Regions from separate parts of the Mus musculus genome. Here region 1 is linked to region 2. The links are chromatin contacts, called in public HiCAR-type maps. All regions are on one chromosome and are shown on one strand. The core of a region is the stretch at or near the end of the contact, and the rest is flanking DNA. Distances in the headings are between cores, read along the strand shown. Region 1 has its middle 7.9 kb from the start of Arhgap20os. Region 2 has its middle 190 kb from the start of 1810046K07Rik.

The links. HiCAR-type assays count read pairs that join an accessible place to other places.
Region 1: a HiCAR-type map of fibro-adipogenic progenitors shows a contact between it and region 2, with 3 times the contacts expected there. The contact joins two enhancer-like sites. A contact is called at or near these places in 5 of 39 promoter capture datasets (embryonic stem cells, hippocampal neurons, liver and 1 more) and 1 of 115 datasets of contacts at active chromatin or transcription factors (fibro-adipogenic progenitors).

The regions. Positions count from the first base shown.
Region 1 is chr9:51,880,268-51,887,212 of GRCm38.p6, reverse strand. No RefSeq gene overlaps it. Among named protein-coding and RNA genes, the nearest start is that of Arhgap20os, 7.9 kb to the right of the region's middle. Within about 2 kb of position 5,657, at least 23 of the 459 cell types and tissues checked have an H3K27ac peak or open chromatin away from gene starts, as enhancers often do. A contact at or near this core is called in fibro-adipogenic progenitors, where this site is marked.
Region 2 is chr9:51,514,682-51,521,456 of GRCm38.p6, reverse strand. No RefSeq gene overlaps it. Among named protein-coding and RNA genes, the nearest start is that of 1810046K07Rik, 190 kb to the right of the region's middle. Within about 2 kb of position 2,711, at least 20 of the 459 cell types and tissues checked have an H3K27ac peak or open chromatin away from gene starts, as enhancers often do. A contact at or near this core is called in fibro-adipogenic progenitors, where this site is marked.

The DNA of each region.
Region 1 (6,945 bases), core at 4,408-6,907, 360 kb before region 2:
CCTTTCCTCCCCATGCTGCCCCTTTTCATAGCATTTTATCACAGCAATAGAAACCCTAACTAAGATAGTAGGTTTTTAGATGCCTCTTGTCACAATTTCAAAGGCCAGTCAGTATCAAGCATATTGTTCTGTCTTGAAACAAGTAAGTTCCAGCCCATTGGAAGCATACCACCTTCTGTGTATGTGGCCCTGTCTGCCTTTTCAGACATACCACTTCCTTCCCCGACACCCACAGGTTGCTGTCAAACTTTTCCTCTTTTCTCTTAAAAGGGATGAAGAGAAAGGGGATGTTCTCATGGGCTTCCTTCATGGGGAACGAAGGACTCCATCTTCTGCTGCTATATTCAAATGATCTCTCAGAACCATTCTGTTTCGTTTTCTTGGCCATTGTCTGTTCTCTTCCCATTTTAACCTATTTTTTTCATGCCCAGGACCAATTTGTTGTTATCTTCTATCTATCTATCTATCTATCTATCTATCTATCTATCTATCTATCTATCTATCTATCTTTCAATCATATATGTCACAAACACTGTGTGTATGTATATGTGTGTGTCTGTGTGTTTGTATGTACTATCTGAAGAAGATAGATGAGGGAGTCAAATCTTCTAGGGTTGGATTTACAAGTAATTGTAAGCTGCTCCATGTGGGTGCTGGGAATCAAATTCTGGTTCTCTGTAAAAACAGCAAGAATTTTTACTGCTGAGCCATTTCTCTAGCTCCTCTATCATCTGTGTAATCTGATATATATATATATATATATATATATATATATATATATATATACACACACACACACACATACATATATATAACCCATCTTCATCTAAATCCATATAATCTAACACATACAGCCATTTATGTAATTCATCTAATCTATTATTTCTAAAATATATTTGTCCTATCTATCAATCTATCTATTTATCTATCTATCTACCTCTCTATTATCTATTTAATTTCTCTACCAGCTATATCTACCCTCTATAGCTATCTATCTCTATTTAATCTATCTGTCATCTATTGCTCATTCTTTCTCTCTACCCCTTGTTTCTCTTTGTTTGTCCAGGGGCTGGAGGAAAACAAAAGGAATTCTGGTGTAGCTGGGCAATTTTAATATAGAGATAATGGTCCAGATTCTACACCATAGGCTTCTCTTGGGCAAACACAGGAGGATCAGGGGTCAGGCCCAAGTTCTTTATCCTTTGGCCCTTTGACTTAGGCCCTTTTCAGAATCTTCCCTCTTAGACACAGAAAGGACCTATCTCCCTTTTCTCTATGAAATGTTTTCCCCCAGTCTGAGTCATTTGGGCTAGAGGAATGCCATTGAGACATGAAGAGATGCAAGGCTGTTGGCAAAACGGAGCTGGAGACTGGGGAGGATGGTCTGGAGTTTCAGGATATACCGTCATATCTATTTCTTTTTAGTGACATTGCCTTTTGAGTCTAATGGTAAGTATAAGTGTAAACCGCGATTTCATATACAAACATCCTTCAGAGGCTCAAGTTCAAACCATCTTAAGCCAAAGTGAGAAAGAAAACGTCTCCCCAGTCAGCCTACTGCACCCTGCAGATTCCTGGAACTAAGAAGCTATGCTGTTATTGTTGGCTTTTCCCCATATGTCCGGAAGGACACCTCTCCTAACATTTCTGCTTCTTCAGCTATCCCATGTTTTTACATCCCAACTTGAGGCTGACTCCCTCTACACTCTAACATGTGCATTTATACCTTATCACCCTGTGGACTCTTGTATATTCTCAGCTTTTACAAGACCAAACATTTGCGTTTTCCATTCAGAAGTCGGCTGGTCATTTAGTAAATGAAACTGACATGAAGTGGTGTCTTCTCCCTCAGAGATTTACTTGATTTCTCCAAATCTCTGAACAATTCTACTCTGACTTGACAGGCTCCTTAACATGTGTTCAGAGGGATCAGAGGTAAACTCAAGGACATCATCACAGATGACCTGAACAAAAGTTAGCAGGGCCGAGGGAGGGATGTCTGGGAGACTGTAGCATGCTTATTGATACCCTATGTGTTAATTTAGGTGTTTGGTACTTTTAATTTCACTATGTCCAAATACTCGCCAGAAGCAACCTAAAGGAGGAAGGATTTATTTCAGCTCGTAGCTTGAGGGTACACAGCATCATGGTAGTGACGGCATGGATGCAGGAGTGGCTCCAGGCTGTGAAAGTGCGGATGTGAGGCTGCTTGTTCACATCTCAGTGTGTCACACATATATGCCTAAATATATAATCATAGCTTATTCAGTCCACTTGTATTATTTATATGTATATGATTCCATGGCTGACCACTTGGTATCGAATAAACAACTAGGGAGATTACCCAATTAAAATACTATTAGATGACTATTTTGCCTGCTTTTAGAATTTCTTAGTTGCCTATAGTTCCTATCTAGGGCTGATAAGGGGTGATAGCTACACTTATTGGTTGGTACAAGAGCAAATACTTAGAATCGCAGTTAGGAAAGTGGCAGTAGTAGGACTTCTTGTAAGACCCATGACCTCACTTCTCCTGGATGGTTGGCTAGGTTTTTAGTACCAGACACAACTTCCCTGCTGTTTATCCTAAGTCCTATTAGAGAGGCATTGGTTGCCACCAGATATGAGTACCACTATTGCACCCTTAGGGGTATTGGACCATGCTGGTCATGCTTGTAGTTCATAGATGACACAGCTAGATAGAACTATTGGTTACTTCTCTCCCTTGGAAGCTTGTCCAGCACTTGGAACTATGAAAACTAGTTCCCAGGGTGGAATATCCTTAAAGCAGCTCTTAAGAATAAAAACATTCTTCAACCTACCTGTTACCATTATCCCATCAAGAGAAACTATCCTTCATCAATATCATCTTACCTGTACTTCATATTAATAGATTGTGAATTCTCCATGAAAAATCTAATAGAGGTCTAGAATCCAACTGTTATACTCACTCAGGTCTTTTCGGTCTCCTGGGTTCTTATAAAAAATAGTATGGGCGAAATCAAAGGGTCCCAATCAGTTGTCTTGGCATGCCTCATATTCTAGAAGCTTCTGGTTGCTTCCCCATTCTGAGATCACGGTGACATCTTTTAGTGGGATAAGAATATATGTGAGAGATGCCCTTCTCTCACGATGCCAGTTGTCCCTCTGCTGGTGACATTAAGTTTAATTTTGTGGTCCATTGTTGTCTAATGAAAGAGAAGCGAGGAGAAAGCTCCAGGTGTCAATGTCATGAACGGTAGAAAGTGACAAAGAACCCGAATTCCAGCCCCAAAGCCACGGCCTCCCTCTCAAGAATAGAAAACCTGTACTTCCTCTGCAGTCTCTTGCTTGCTGAGAGCACGAAGACACACAGTTTCTGTGTGTAAGGGCCTAGTTTTAACTTCCAATGAAATTAAGGCAAAGTTCCTTTGGGCTTTGATACCACTTCTTTTAAGCCCGGGCTCAACAATGAGTGCCTGAAACACTTAGGAGATTGTTGTGAGTAGTAACAAAAGACAGAATAGCTAACCCCTGACATAGTTTTCTTCTTTGCTATGGCCACTGGATGATTTAATATTTAATATGATTGTGGTCAAACCAAGTCTAAATGGAGCAAGCCTGTAGCTGTTCTGGCCCCCAACCAAGTGGCCAGCAGCCCAATATGATATAACAGTGGTTTACTCACGAGCCTAGAGAGTAACCTTTCAGGCTGGTTGGACTCAAACAGCACTAAGCATTTCCTAGCAATGATCTGTAATGCATTTGGGAAGCCTGCTTGAATCACCCGATTAGATCATGTTTTCTAAGGGGCCTTGGTGCAGAAATACTGCCAACGACTCTGGCAGAGCCTCCTTCATTTAATAAGCCATCTTCCATTCTCTCAACGACTCCATGCAGTGAACTAGGCAGAATGGCTTCCCACTTGCAGATGCGAAAATGAAGGCTCACTGAAGTTAAGTAACTTGAGCAAAGTCATGAAACTAATGAGTGGCCATCACACACCCCAGATGGTGAGACTTTACATAGGTATCTTTGAGAGATGAACAGAACCTGACAGATGGGTTGAACAAGTTTGTGTTGCCAGCTTGCGTTTTTGCTTGGGCTCAGTTAAGAGCATCACTTAACTGATTGAAAAGGGACTATGTGGCAAAACTAGGTAGAAGGCATATACTAAGCCTATCAACCTATTTCCTACAGAGTCAAGAGAGTCCTCCTACTTGTCCCTGTAGCTTGGGGGTTAAGACTGAAGGCTTAGAGTTAAACTCATATTTGATCCCTGCCTCTGCCTTTCACCTGGAGTGACTTGTTTAATGTTGCTTGGTATGGTATTCATCTGCAAAATATGTATAATAGTAAGTCCTACCTCTTGGTGTTTGGGATGAATACTGAGTCACAGAATGCAAATTAAGTTAGTAGTCAGCCTTCCACATGACTTACTTTGTCATGCACTTAGTAAATGCTCACTTAGTAAATGCCCAATAACTAATCCATCCGAGCTCTCGAGACATTTCGTCCAGTGCTGGTTGTTTGTGGATGATCACAGTAGGACGTCATGTGATTTGTAATGGCATCTGCAAGAACTGAAGAGACTCCCTTATGGAGAAGCCCATGACTTTCTTAAGTGCTGGACTTCATGTCACAGTGTTCACTCATGCTTAGAGAGAACAAAGACATATAAAAGATATGAATGTGTCTCAAGATAGGGGTAGCAGGTGGGGGGAGGAGTATGAAAATCCATTCGTATACTCGCCAAGTAGACAGCAGAGAGAATGGTCATGGGGAGAATACGTGTACATATGCATATTTATAAATATATATATATATTTGTTACAAATCTAGGTTCTTTGTGTTCTTTTTGCAGTTACCCTTACCTCAGTAGAGACAAGCTAGCATTGGTTCGGAGGAATAGCAGCTTCTATTCTCAGCTTCTTGAGAGGTTGAATATAGGTGATTATGAATATTTGTTCCACTTTCATGTGAAGGAGACACAGGAAGAATCAGACCAAAGCAACAATGACCAAGTCGGTGGCTGCTGTCCTCTCAGAGGCAGGGTAAAAACCAATTCTAGTCTTTCCTGCTGGTGAGGAACCTGCTTTCTCATGACCCCAGGTTTAGTCACTGAGGAGGCCTTGGCCAGCTGCTCTGCCCTGTGACCTTGGCTGGAAAGCAAAGCCCGAGAAAGCCACCGAGCCTTGTGTACCTTCTTAGCAGTCACCGTTCACACTGAAGGATGATGAATTGCCTAGGAGAGCAAGGATGCTTCTCTCTCCTTGGCTGAGGTCCCACAAGCCTCTTCCAGAGGACCATCTTTTACTCTTAACCTTGGAGGAGTTGGTTTGTACCTGATTTGTACCTGCAAAATCTGTATGTCCCATATACAACTTGGATCACCATTCCTTGAAAATCAAGGAATGTGAAGCTAGGGACAAGCAGGGAATGATGAACAAGAGCTCTTGGCTTGGTTGGGATTACACATATTTGCATGTAGGGGAGAGAAGAGGATGAGGATCGACCCTTTCGCTTTTGTTTTTACATTTCAGAATCACACAAATGGCCTCTGGAATCCTCTGGCAGCTGGTGGGCTGTGATTCAGCAGGCAATGAATTATATCCTCCAGTCGAGAGTAGAATTACAAATATCTTCAAGATGTTCAGTGCTCTGGGAAAGGGCAGCCAACTCGTGCTGGCTCTGTGGGATGCCTCCTGTCTGCACAAGAATGCAGCACCTCTCCCTCCAGAGGGGAGGGGAAATAGGCTGCTGGAGAAGAAGCATGCTGCATGAAAGAGGTACATGATTTAGGGACATAGGTAGGGCCAAGTGTGGGTAGGCAGGGTGGGGAAAGCCCAGGGAGTACCATGGGCCTGGGCCAACTCTTCAGGTGAAGTCCTCTTGAATTAGTGTCTGAGGAGTGGCTGTTTGATCAAGGGCACTGGTGAACCTGATACTGCTTGATGAAGCCTGGCTCATCTCAGATGCAAATATTCATTGTTTACCCCCAATGTAGGAAAAGATAACCAAGAAGCTGTCATCACTAGCACAAGACAAAGCATACGCAGGAGCAATGACTTGATTAATTCACACCGATTTATTGAGGCATTTGAACGTAGGATAGCATTGGATAATAGCTTCAAGTTCTGTCATTTGAGAAAGTTTACCATTGAGAAGCATCTCGGCTCCCACAGCAGTACCTCAGCACCTAATTTTGAGGCTGTTGCCTTTGGGGGGTGCTGCATAGACTTCATCTTTGCACTAACCTGTGAACAACAGAGGGCAGAGATTGGTTTGTGTCCGTTACCAATGGCATCTCCTCTCTCAGCACTTTTCCTGGCTTGGTAACCAGGAACGTGTAATACAAATTTGCCACTTGTGGATGGGGTCAAAAGCTGAAGCAGGGGTAGAGTGAAGTGGTGACTTCCTGCCTTTGATCTATGTAGTTCTAATGGACCTCATCAACCCTGGAATTGTTTTACTTCTCTGCCAAGCTTAGATCAGAGACTCAGCATACTCTTGAGAAAGTGGCTCTCAGCTCTTGTATTAACTATGTATGTATCTATCTATTTATGCATCTATGTATCTATGCATCTCTACATGTATGTATGTATGTATCTATCTATCTAACATCTATGTATGTATGCATGTATGTATGTATCTACCTATCTAACATCTATCTATGTGTGTGTTAGAACATGCAGCTATGTACACCTGCCATGCATATGTGTGTGTGTGCGTGCACATGTGTGAGTGTGGAAATCAGAGGGTAACACATGGGAGTTACCTCTTTCTTTTTACAAGATGACTTAGGGATTGGACTCCCTAAGTCAGGCTTTACACACTGAACCATCTTGTTAGCTTTGTTCTCATGGTAGGAACTCTCAAACTGGGTCTGGCATCCTTATTAGAATTCTGGAGAATGTTTAGTTAATGTTTACTTAAGACATTCATTTATTCATCTTCCAGTTGAGC
Region 2 (6,775 bases), core at 1,462-3,961:
CCTGTCATCCTGCAGGAGGTGGGCTCTATAAGTTCCCTCTCCCTATTGTTAGGCACTGCATCTAAGGTCCCTCTCTTTGAGTCCTGAGATTCTCATTCTCATTCTCATTCATTCTAGAGGGTCCCCCCAACATCCTATTTCCTGAGGTTGCCTGTGTTTGTTTGTGTTTTAAGTGGCTTTCTTACTGTACATTGATCATAGAGAAAATAATGTATGATGGAGTGATGCAAACCTTCAAAATGCTAATGTTTCACTAAACAACACACAAAAACCTAGATTGTTAGCATTGCCAACAACCTTTTAACTAGAGTCTTTTAAATATTTATTGGTCAGCTTATCAGGGACATTTTTAAACTTTCTCTTTAAAACTCATTTTAATATTTTTTTAAATCTTTGTAGGGGGTACACATGTGCCACAGCACACACGTGGAGGTAAGAGCAGGGCTCTGGGTGTCAGTTCTCACCTTTGACCATTGTCTTAGTCAGGTCATTCCTATTCCTGCATAAACATCATGAACAAGAAGCAAGTTGAGGAGGAAAAGGTTTTTCAGCTTACTCTTCCACACTGCTGTTGATCACCAAAGAAGTCAGGACTGGATCAAGCAGGTCAGGAAGTAGGAGCTGATTCAGAGGCCATGGAGGGATGTTACTTACTGGCTTGCTTCCCCTGGCTTGCTCATCTTGCTTTCTTATAGAACCCAGGACTACCAGTCCAGGGATGGCACCACCCACAAGGGGTCCTCCCCGCCTTGATTACTAATTGAGAAAATGCCTTACAGTTGGATCTCATGGAGGCATTTCCTCAAGGGATGCTCCTTTCTCTGTGATAACCCCAGCTTGTGTCAAGTTGACACAAAACCAGCCAGTACAACCATGTTTGAGACAAAGTCTCTCTTGAGTTTTTCCTTGCTGAAAATACCAAGTTAGCAGCTCCATGAATGAAACAGAAGGAAAATAATTCTCTATCCCTGGAGATCAGAAATACACTGTGAGCATGAATAAAATTATCAAATAATAAAAAATGTCAGGGTACTCATAAATACTGCTAAGTCATGCTATTTATATACCTCTTTGTATATAATTTTTCTTTTTAAAATATTTTATTAGGTGTTTTCCTCATTTACATTTCCAATGCTATCCCAAAAGTCCCCCATACCCTCCCCCCCACTCCCCTACCCACCCACTCCCACTTTTTGGCCCTTGCGTTCCCCTGTACTGGGGCATATAAAGTTTGCAAGTCCAATGGGCCTCTCTTTCCAGTGATGGCTGACTAGGCCATCTTTTGATACATATGCAGCTAGAGTCAAGAGCTCCTGGGTACTGGTTAGTTTATAATGTTGTTCTACCTATAGGGTTGCAGATCCCTTTAGCTCCTTGGGTACTTTCTCTAGCTCCTCCATTGGGAGCCCTGTGATCCATCCAATAGCTGAATGTGAGCATCCACTTCTGTGTTTGCTAGGCCCTGGCGTAGTCTCACAAGAGACAGCTCTATCTGGGTCCTTTCAGCAAAATCTTGGTAGTGTATGCAATGGTGTCAGTGTTTGGAAGCTGATTATGGGACACTTTGCCCCTTCTTAGAATTGGGAACAAAACACCCATGGAAGGAGTTACAGAGACAAAGTTTGGAGCTGTGACGAAAGGACGTATATAATTTTTCATGTAAAATGTTACATTCATCTTACATCAAAATTTTATAATATAGTGAAATCTAAGTAAACTCACCAATACACTTAGAAAGCTAGTCTTTTGTTTGTTTGTGTTTGTTTTGTTTATTGAGACAGGGTTTCTCTGTGTAGCCCTGGCTGTCCTAGAACTCACTCTGTAGACAAGGCTGGCCTCAAACTCAGAAATCTGCCTGCCTCTGCCTCCCAAGTGCTGGGATTAAAGGCATGTGCCACCACTGCCTGGCCCAGCAAGCTAGTCTTTATTAAGTCACTTTCTGGTTTCAGGATCCAGCCCAGGACCCCATGTTGGATTTAATTGTCTCCCAGTGCCGCCCTCTGGCCTAAAAGAGAGTTCTTAAGCCACTCTGTACCCTTTATGGCTTTGACACATCTGAAGGAAAGGCATGCTTAGTAATTTTGATAACAGCCCTTTCTTCCCCAAAGTTGCTTTTCCTTTAAGCCAATGTTGTAAAATTAGCTTTCATTTGCCAGCTGTGCAGTTAAATTATACACACATGCAAGGTGAAATTTTGATCCAATTGTACATTGTGAAATGGCTACCATTACTGAAGCAAATTCACACAGACCAGTGTCTCAGTTAGCACTACTGTGAATGTAGGTGGCCAGAACATGTGAGGTTTATTCACTTAACAACACTCAAGTATGTAATACATTCTTATTTATCTATTATAATTTCCAAGCATGCTACATATCAGGTCTCCAACCCTTACTTACACTACAGAAGGGAGTGTGCTCAGCACATAATACTAAAAACAACACTGATTTTTCTTATGGGGAGCTGGGATTCCACAGGCTCAATTCTTATTATATTTTCACTTTGGCTCTTGCATGTCAAATGGAAGGAAGACTAAAAGCTCCAATTATTTCCAAGAGTACAGGAAGGAGGAAGAAGAGAAGGAGCAAAAATAGGAAAGATGAAAAGGAAGAGAAATTTTAAAAAAAAAGAGGGCAAAGGACAGGGAGGAGCAATGAGGAACAGAAGAATTATGTAACTCTCAGCTCCTCTCCTCACACACATTAGAGAAGGGTTGGATTAGGACCATGAAAGTCAAAACGAGGCCGACACACTTTCCCCATTCCACTTACTATGTGGTTACTGTTAACACATGTGTTTCCAATCACCTCTATCTTAGAAACAGTGCAAATGTGGGTGCTAAGAGAATCAGATGTGCCAAACATATCTGACATCACAGCACCCTTGGAAGAACTCTCAGTGAAACCCATATATATGTGGATATCACAGTGGTTCTATTTTATTAAACTCACAACATTTCCACCCCATTTAAACTCCCTGTGATAGCGCACATCGTCATGCATTTGGGTAGTGGTTTTCCTTCCAATTGGCACTCAGAATCCTCTATTAAGCCAGATCCAAATACTAATGCCAAGTCCATGATTAGCTCTTCTTTCCACTTGGTTTCTCTCTCTCTCTCTCTCTCTCTCTCTCTCTCTCTCTCTCTCTCTCTCTCCCTCTCCCTCTCCCTCTCCCTCTCCCTCTCCCTCTCCCTCTCCCTCTCTCTCTCTCTCTCTCTCCCTCTCTCTCTCTCTCTCTCATACGTGTGCAGTGTTGGATACAACTATCTGTAGATGAGCTAAGGCTAGAACCTGGATGTGACAATGGCCCTGACAGGCATTAAAATGGGATTCCTATTGCTTTTGTATATCTAAGATTTTGTAGCTAAGGGCAGCCCATGTCTATAATCATGTTGTATTAGTGGCCCCTAGACCATGTGTGGTTCACAGATGTGTTTTATTTGGCTAGCTCCATGTTAGAAAAGCATTTGAATTTGTGGCTAATATTTATGTATTAAGAGATTCTACATGAAAATATGGATTTCTGGCTTCTTATGACAATTTTGATGTGGCCACAGTTGGGCCTACTTTTCCACATGGCAACAATTGGCCGGGGCTGCAGAGCAGCTGGCTTTTTGAGACAGGCTCTGTACCATCTGGTTAGCATCTCCATCCAGCTCACTTCTCCCATTTATGTAACTTGCCTCCTTTCTGTGGGTGTTTAGATTTTCAACACTGGTTTATAACAACGGAACTTTAGATTATCTAAGCTGCTGGTTTGACCAAAGTGAGAAAACCTGTAATGAGAACAGCTAATGACCTTTGTTTTAATCTGGTTTCTTCAAAAGTAGACCTTGTAATGAAGATTCAAATCTAATTAAATTATTTAGGAGTTGGACCCAGGAACATTAACAGGGAAACAGAGAAGTAGGCTAGGAAGAGATGAAAACCAACCAAGAATGTGTCATGAAGTAAGTCACCACCATAGTCAACTAAAGTTTAATCCTTCTAGAGAATTCTGAGAGAAGCTAGTGTATGAACCAACAGAGGGACAAGAGAGTAGGGAAATGCAAGCCGCTTCTCACAAGTTATCAGCTGGTGATTCTCAGAAGTAGCAAATCTCAGTTTTTCTAGGCAGCCATGATGAAAGCAAATCAAAAAGTACACTCAGGGAACAAGAGGCAGATGGTAAATACTGGGAATCAGTGCCAAGATTCAATGGGATATATGCAGGACACCAAGGAGCATCAGCTACATCTCCTCTGAGGTCATCTCCAGATGATGGGTACAATGATGGTTTTGTCTTGGAATAGGCAGCTGACAGTTGCTATTTTCTGACTAGCATTTCAAAGTTTCTCTGATACGAATGTCTCATTCTTTGAACAGACACCAAGCATTTTCAAATTGGCCTTCACTTTCAACAAATATCTACCCTCTGCATAAAAAGATTGTATTCAACCTAACTACCCCCCAAAAGAGAGTTAATGAGGCTATAGAGGGTGTGACTTTTGAAAATGGCAGTGTATATGCTGGAATCACCTTAGTCACCTTATTCATGGCTCTTCAACAGGATAATTCGATACCATTCACTGTTGCTAACCATGTTGAGTCATGGAAGAATTGCACATGCCTCAAGCATGTATATATAAGCTCCCCACTTATGCTGTAATTTCCTTTAATGAGAATCCTTCCTAACTCCCAGCCCCATGATATGTATAGTGTTATATCACATATTTTTCCATTGGGTTGACTACATAATCTGACAATAAGCAATCTAAGGGAAGAAGGCTTTATTTGGCTCACAATTTAAGAGGGTGTGGTGGGAAGACATGGTGGCAAGTCACATTTCCCAGGAAGCAGAAGGTATATCAGAGTGGCTCTCAAACTTCAAGATCTGCATCCACTAACTCACTTACTCTAGCAAGGCTCCACCTTCTAAGGGTCCACATTCTTCCTAAAACCATTGGCTGGGGACAAAACATTCATGCACATGAACTTATTAGTGACAGTTCACATTAAAAAATCACAATGGTTTTGCACTGAAAAAGCAGAAATCTTATGTAAATATTTATGTAGTTTAAATCCTTCAGCACCAAGTAGAAAGTAGAAAGTATTCTACAAGGGGGAAGAGTCACACAGCATTTTCATTTTCTTCTGCTTTCTTTTCCAATGGGGCTTCTCAGACAGTACTCACCTCTACTAGGGATGGACTTTCCCTAGCCATTTTACAGGCCCACATTCCAATATAGAAAAACACTCACAGAAACATCTAAAGCTATGTGTTGATAGTTTTGTAGTTGTTCCTCAAATACAGGTAAAATAAAGCCTAAAATTAACTATCATGGCACCTGGGATGTTGCCTTAGTTAGGTTTCTATTGTGCTGATAAAATATCATGGTAAGAAACAACCTCAGGCTAGAGTTTCAGTTTATAATTCATTGAAGAGGGAAGTCAAGGCAAGAACTCAAGACAGGAACTTAGAAGCAGGGAGTGAAGAAGGGGCCATTAAGGAATGATGATCACTGGCTTGCTCCCCATTGCTTGCTCATTCTAATTTCTCATATACCCCCAAACCATCTGTCTATAGATGGTACCACCGACAGTGGACTGGGCCCTCTAACATCATTCACTAATTAAGAAAATGCCCTACAGATTTGCCCATGGAGAATTTGACTGAGACATTGAGGTTCTTCTTTGCAGATAGCTTGAGTTTACATCAAGCTGATAAAAAAATTAACCAGGGCAGAAGACATTTGATTTTAGATCTAGTATATTTTTCCTGAGGTAAGAAATAATTCTTTGTGGAAATATGCCAAGCTGGACATAATTCCTCTCCAAGCTTTGGGTAGTCATATATTTTGTACTGACTGCAGGCTTACAAACACTTTTGCTAAGTTGATTTTCTGACTATCCTTTCTATTGTGATGCAAATGCATTTAGATGAGGAAAATGTCTTAGAGTTTTTTATTGCTGCAACAAAACATCATAGCCAAAAAGTAAGTTGGGGAAGAGTTTTTTCAGTTGACACTTTCACATTGCTGTTTGTAGTGGTTTGAATACACTTGGCCCAGGGAGTGGTTGTACAAGCTTGCAATCCCACCAGCAATGGAGGAGTGTACCTCTTTCTCCACATCCTCGCCAGCATCTGCTGTCACCTGAATTTTTGATCTTAGCCATTCTGACTGGTGTGAGGTGGAATCTCAGGGTTGTTTTGATTTGCATTTCCCTGATGATTAAGGATGTTGAACATTTTTTCAAGTGCTTCTCAGCCCTTTGGTATTCCTCAGTTCAGAATTCTTTGTTTAGCACTGTAGCCCATTTTTAATGGGGTTATTTGAATTTCTGGAGTCAGCTTCTTGAGCTCTTTGTATATATTGGATATTAGTCTCCTATCAGATTTAGGATTGGTAAAAATCCTTTCCCAATCTTTTTCTGGCCTTTTTGTCTTATTGACACTATCTTTTGCCTTACAGAAGCTCTGTAATTTTATGAGGTCCCATTTGTTGATTATTAATCTTACAGCACAAGCCATTGCTGTTCTGTTCAGGAATTTTTCCCCTGTGCCCATATCTTTGAGGCTTTTCCCCACTTTCTCCTCTATAAATTTCAGTGTCTCTGGTTTTCTGTGGAGGTGTTTGATCCACTTAAACTTGAACTTTGTACAAGGAGATAAGAATGGATTAATTTGCATTCTTCTACATGATAACCACCAGTTATGCCAGCACCATTTATTGAAAATGCTATCATTTTTTTCCACTGGATGGTTTTAGCTCCCTTGTCAAAGATGAAGTGACCAT